Linked DNA regions of Ovis aries: region 2 is linked to region 1. Evidence: chromatin contacts called from public Hi-C data. All regions are on one chromosome and are shown on one strand. The core of a region is the stretch at or near the end of the contact, and the rest is flanking DNA. Distances in the headings are between cores, read along the strand shown.

Region 1 (3,346 bases), core at 509-3,008:
AAACTATGTCGGGTATTTTCAGATATCTTTTGATACTGACTTCTAACGTAATTCCACAGTGATAAGAGAACAGACTCAGTATGATTTCAATATTTAGACCATGGAATTTTTGGGTCTTGTTTCACATCCTTGGATATGTTCCAGTGTCTCCTAGTTTACAGTCTTTGGAAATTTGAGTAGAATTTGTATCCTGCTGTTGTGTGAAAATTGAATAAATCGTAATTCTGTTGAATTGGTTCATGGTGCTTTTCAGGTCTGCTGTATCCTACTTTTCTGTATATTCATTCTGTTAATTTTTGAGAGTTTGATATTGAAACTCCAATGAAAAATCTTAATACTTAAAATTAATCAGAATATATAGTGAAACTGTATGTAACTTTATTTCATATTTTCCAAGTCTTCCGTAAATGTGTTATCATGCTTTCATAATTTAAAAAAGAACGAGAAAACAAGAAGCCATCCAGAATATGCAGTAACCTTGAAGCAGCAAGTTTATTGTTCTGTTGGGCGCATCGGTATTGGAGGGTTTCTTGAGTTGTCACCTGTCCTTACCTGATTTGAAGCATCTGGAAGGCAGTTGTCCCGCCGGTTTTGCCCCCAGCTGAGTTCGCAGGACAGCACAGTGCCTGGAGAAGGGAGGCACTTAGTGTCTGTCCAATGAAGGGTGGATTCCTCTGCTTGGAACTCTTTTAATACCTTTTACATTCTCATTTACTTATTATATTTTTCTTTATTTCAGAGTTAATTAATTCAAGCCCTCTTTTCCAAATTAGGCTGCAGTATCCTATAGCTCAGAAATTATGCCTTCCTCATCTTCCTCATCTTTGTACCTCTCACAGAATCTTGCCCCAAGTCAATACCCTCCATATGGAATTAATTGATTGAATGAATATTTCTTGGAAAAAGTAAGATTCTCTGAGAAGTCTGTGCAGGAAATGTTGTTTGCTTAGCTAAATTACTCAGATATTCAGAATGAAGAAAACTTGGAGAGGAGATTTACAGTTACTTGTGATTAAGGTCAAGGTGGTTCAATGGGTTTAAGAAAAGGTTTTTGACTTCTGTAACCAAAATTGTGCAGAATTAAGCAGTATCTAATAAAAAAATTTAAGTAGACTTGCTTTATTTTTTTCTTTTGTTTAGTTATTGCCAAAATATCATTTTTTTTCTCCACAGTTCAGAAATAGGATGCTTTGAAATAGTTTGAAAATAAGAATCTATCTTTTTTTTTAAAAGAAGGAAATTATTATTTTATGAAGAAGAAGATGCCTTTAAAAAAGAAAACTAAGAATATTATGTTTTGAAGAACAGTACTGATCCCAAAGCCGAATTTTTTGTTCACAAATTAATCACAGTTATTCCCTAAGCCTCAAAGAAAACTCTAAGAACATCTGATATAGGAGTTCTAGGGAGGGGATAATGCAGAGAGGCTGCTTTGATCATCCTTAGGAAAGCAGAGGCGTTCCTTCAAAAACAGAGGAATCAAATCTAGAAATTCAGGAAAGACTTTTCCCAAAGGATTATTCTGGCAGTGTGTTGAAAAGGGGTTATAAAAGCAACAAGTTCACAACCTGAACAATAAGTTAAATAAATGTTAGGGAACTATTTCCTTTCTTATTCTGAGATCAGGCATACCTTTAGTTTTCCCTTGCCCACAGAAATTCTCTTAAGCCTGGGATGGCTTAAAAGTACAGTTTGTAATGCAAGACAAGTTGCCTTCTCTGTAGGCATGCGGGAAGGGCTTAGAGAAAGCCCTGAAACTCAGGAGGTACCAGCTAATCTTTAGGTCAGGACTCAAGGAGCAGCACTGGGCTGTCTGTTACTCTTCTTGTGGTCAGGGATGTTTGTTTGTGAGGTTGGACCTAGGTTGCCCTTGGTGGCTGTTGAATATAATTTCAAGCTACCTGATGAGTAGGGCAACAGAATCTAGGTCCTTGTTCTGAATATCGCAATTCTCTAACAAGCTGAGCAGGCCTGCCAGGGATAAATATAAACCAAGTCAACAAATACTTAGTAACTGTTAGGGTTGTAATTCCTTTCCAACTGCCCAAATTAACTGATGGAGTGTTAGTCTCATAGAAACATGGGCGTATTCCTGTGTGATAGTGTTTAGGTAGCAATAATGAGCTGTGACGTTTTAAAGGACAGCTGTAAAGTAACTCACTAGATCCCATGCTGGGGTTAAAGTTGACTCTGGAGTTTGTTTCACTGCTTTTCAATAAATAAATAGTTGAGGAAGGATTTGGCAAAAGGAAGAAACTCTCCTCCCTGTCCTCATCGTCTCAGGAAAGTGTCTGCTGTTAACAAGTTGTTTGAATGTTTACTTTGCCTTGACTGCTTAGCAGCGGTGTGTCAGTCCTTGCCCTTGAAACAGGGGAGAATTCAAATAAACCAAAAAAGGCTTTCACACAGCTGGCCCTTTCTGCCAGTGAGTGGTACTGTAGTATTTTCTCCCACTTTTAAAAGAGCTCATCAAGGAAGCATTTAAAAGGCAGTCCTAAAAAAAAAAAAAAAAAAAAGGGGCAGTTCTTGAACTGATAGTAGATGAACTTGAGTTTGCAACTTGGAGATTTTGGAGTCCGTGGTATAGAGAAGAAGCAAGCAGATCCTGAGAAGTACTTGATTTATTCAGAGACATTCTTAAGATGCCTTGTATTGCTATACCCAGTTTTATTGATGGTTAGACTTAACCTTTCTTTTCACAAATAAGTATGCATGTAGAATTCTCACTACTGAAATGTCATTAATGTAGCTTTGGCCTTACATTTTGTTGTGTTTTGTAGTTACAAATTCTGTGTCCTGGCCAAGCAGGAATATGGGAAGTGGAATTTGTCAGCAAAATAACCACTCTTTGGATCTCTAGCCTGGCAATAGTACCTGGTATACAGTAGGTACTTACTGTATGTTTGCTGATTTTTGAAATCATATCTGTGAATGAATAGTCAAATGAAAGAATAAAAATACAGCTAGATCACATGGAATTCAGTTGATATAACAGCTCTCACTAAAAAAGCCTCTTGATGAAAGTGAAAGAGGAGAGTGAAAAAGTTGGCTTAAAGCTTGGCATTCAGAAAACTTAGATCTTGGCATCTGGTCCCATCACTTCATGGGAAGTAGATGGGGAAACAGTGTCAGACTTTATTTTGGGGGGCTCCAAAATCACTGCAGATGGTGACTGCAGCCATGAAATTAAAAGACACTTACTCCTTGGAAGGAAAGTTATGACCAACCTAGATAGCATATTCAAAAGCAGAGAGATTATTTTGCCAACAAAGGTCCGTCTAGTCAAGGCTATGGTTTTTCCAGTGGTCACATGTGGATGTGAGAGTTGGACTGTGGAGAAAGCTGA
Region 2 (3,040 bases), core at 23-2,522, 150 kb before region 1:
GGGTCTTGCTACTTCCTCACCCCACCACCTCCAGGCTTCCCAACTGTACACAGGGTTGAAGGGCCACCTTTGTCTGCCTCCCAGATCGCCTAGAGACAGCTGAATTTATCTGTGAATTCTGTTAACAAGACCCCTTCCATATTAGGCATGCTCCATTCATTTATAAGTCATGGCTGTGCTCAATTTTTCACTTTAAAATAAAAGCCTAATGGAAATATTCATTTACCCACCACGTGGTTGCAGAGCTCAGCTGAAATGTCAAGCATGCTTAGCAGTTGGCTGCTTTTATTTTGGCCCAATGCATCGTAGTAAAAAATTGCAATCTCTTTGTTGATCAGAAGCACTCAGTGATATGTATGATTAGTGATTAGTATGATTTTGACTAATAAAAGCAGGCCGATAAAATGTGATTTGATAAATAATGGGAGGAAATAAAGATGGCAGGTTTGGAAGTTGGGGCTGCACTGATGCGCTTCAGGTAGCCGACATGTGTGAGAGGCTGCTGCCCCTCCTTTCTTCCCTGCCCCCACTACTCCCTACAGCCTTTCTGAAATGGGTTTCAGAGTCCTCAGGCTCCTGCCTCTTCCACACCCCGCACCTGCATCTGTGGACCCTGAACCCCAGCATTAAAGCAGACCGGGCACCCCCTTTTCCCAACGCCTGCTGACCAGTCTGTCCCGGGGCGAGTGCGGATGCATGAGCGGGAGGCAGGGAGCCCCAAGCAGCAGCTCTGATTATGGGCCGGGACTGTGCTAACTCGGAGCCCATCTCTCAACACTCTGGGAGCTATTACCATCTGTCCATCAGCAGCTTCAAGGAGCCAGGAGCCATGACCTGGACCATTCAGGGAGCAAGCGAGGGGATGGGTCCCCACTTTGATGTGAGCAACAGGGTCAGAGAGGGCGCAGGAGGTGAGGGCCAGGCCCGGGCTGCAGGCAGCAATCTCCTCTCCAGCTCGGCTTCCACGGTGAGCCCAGCTTGCCTTCATTGCCCCTTTCCCGTCTCCACAGGAGCCTCTGGGCTGCTCTGGGCTCCTGGTCCCACTCCCCCAGCCTGTGTCCCAATTGTGGGCCCATCATTACCTGTCCGCACACCCTCCCTGGAGGGGGAGTGAGGCAGTGGGAGGGCGGGGCGGGGGCGCCAAACCCGCTTGATTCTAAGGGGCAGGTGGTGACTGCTTCCTACAGGAAGCACGGGATCTGAAAAACAGAGGAGAGAACCTTCCCTTCGGAACCAGGAACCGCAGGGCTGGGAGGGGCCTCCGCCTTCAGCTATACTCCTCGAAGGCCATGCCCAGCTTGGCCCTGCACGCTTGCACTCAAGGGGCACTACCTCCTGAGCTTCCCACGCTCACTGGTTGGGGGAGGAGATGGGAGAACAGGGAGGGAGAGAGATGGAGGGCAGAAGGACAAGCAGAGGGAGAGAGCCATGGGTTCCCCTGGATGTGGCCTGGGCTACACACACACACACACACACACACACACACACCTCCTATAGCCAGGCCACACACACACACACACACACACACACACACACACACACACCTCCTATAGCCAGGCCTGAACGGCTGCCAGTTCATCCTGGCCCAGTCGGAGAAGTCTGGCCGTTTTCCTGTCTAAAGTTACAGAATTTTCCAGAAGTTCCCCTGTTTTTTTTTCTTCTGGACTCATAAACCAGATTTTCCCCTATCCTTCTACTTCACCAGCCTAGAGAAGAAAAGCCAGAGGAAGAGAGCGAGTAGGCAGAGGGCCTGCGGTCACACACCCAAGGCTGATCTCTGTCTCTGTCCCTCCTCCTTGGAGCTCCCAGAGCCTGAGTACCCGCAACACCAATGCCTGCTGCCTGCACAGAGCCTCTTGCATGAGTTAACTTATTCGCATGCATGCGTGCTAAGTCGCTTCGTGTCCAACTCTTTGCGACCCCAGGGATGGTAGCCTGCCAGGCTCCTCTGTCCAAGGGAGTCCCCAGGCAAGAATGCTGGAGTCATCCCCCAGAGTCCCAGGGGATGAAGAATAGCCCTGACTGTGCTGTTCTTTCTACAGCACAGGACTGGGCGAGGTCTCCACCTTCAGCTACACTGCTCACCAGCAATGCCCAGCCTGGCCCTGCACACTTGCAAACTTACTACGGTTTAGGGGAGACATAGGAAAGGAAGTTGACTCCTTATTTCCAGAAAGACTGGAGTCAGGCTGGCTCTGGGAGTTGCCGGGCAGTGACTGAGCAGGTAGTCCCCCAGGAGGGGATGTGAGGAGACTACAGTGTAGCTCAGGGATCACCCTGAGAACAGAGTAAATACACCGGCATGCCCCAAACTGGATGGCCCACTAAAGATGGAGCTGGAGACCGTGTTGGAAGTGGAGGACACTGCGGTCACCCCCAGCCAAGCCCCCTCCCCTGCCCCCAGCCAGGAACTGGGTAGATTCGAGGGAGAGCACAGCGTCACGGGCAGTCCCCGAAGGGCTGTGGATCCCTTGAGAGGTGTGCGGCTGATCTGTAGGTGCTGATATGAAGCCAGGACTCTTGGATTTCTGATTTGAAGGTCAGAAGCCCAAGATGCCAGGGCTAAAGGAATCCCCAAGATCTGGCATCAAGTCCTTTCTGGAATCAGAGGAGGAGGGATGAGTTTGCTCTATCAAAAGCGTTCTTTCCTTCTCATCCTCTGAGCGGGTTCACTCAGCACCCGGCATCACTCATCCCTGAGCAGTTTATCTGCCATCAGGGGTGCTGTTTGGTGCAGGAGATGGAAGGGGAGTTAGAGCAGGTGGGAGGGCAGAGAGGAACGCCCCGGGCATGGGGGACACTGGCAGCTTTGTCTCTTACGCTCACCTTTGAGGGAGGGAAGGACAGGGGTTGTCGGTGGCCCCTCCAACCCTACATGGCACGCCACCCTGTGTCTGAGTCAGGGAATTAAGCTGTCCTCACCTCCCCAGTAAGAATGAGGCTTGACGGGCTGTGACAAGAGCTGTCAGTGCTGGGGTCCAGTCCCAGCCAGCGCTGATACGGCAGGCAGCTCAGGACCCCTGGGAAAGAGAGGACCAGT

Evidence for each region. A called contact is a pair of places that touch in the nucleus more often than the background predicts.
Region 2: a contact with region 1 is called in a Hi-C map of omental adipose tissue, with 3 times the contacts expected there. The contact joins two enhancer-like sites. A contact is called at or near these places in 2 of 16 Hi-C or Micro-C datasets (omental adipose tissue and skin fibroblasts).

The regions. Positions count from the first base shown.
Region 1 is chr21:26,853,818-26,857,163 of ARS-UI_Ramb_v3.0, reverse strand. The region is part of intron 2 of CDON (cell adhesion associated, oncogene regulated); the gene reads left to right. Among named protein-coding and RNA genes, the nearest start is that of CDON, 28 kb to the left of the region's middle. Within about 2 kb of position 1,758, at least 5 of the 54 cell types and tissues checked have an H3K27ac peak or open chromatin away from gene starts, as enhancers often do.
Region 2 is chr21:27,002,908-27,005,947 of ARS-UI_Ramb_v3.0, reverse strand. No RefSeq gene overlaps it. Among named protein-coding and RNA genes, the nearest start is that of RPUSD4, 18 kb to the left of the region's middle. Within about 2 kb of position 1,272, at least 2 of the 54 cell types and tissues checked have an H3K27ac peak or open chromatin away from gene starts, as enhancers often do.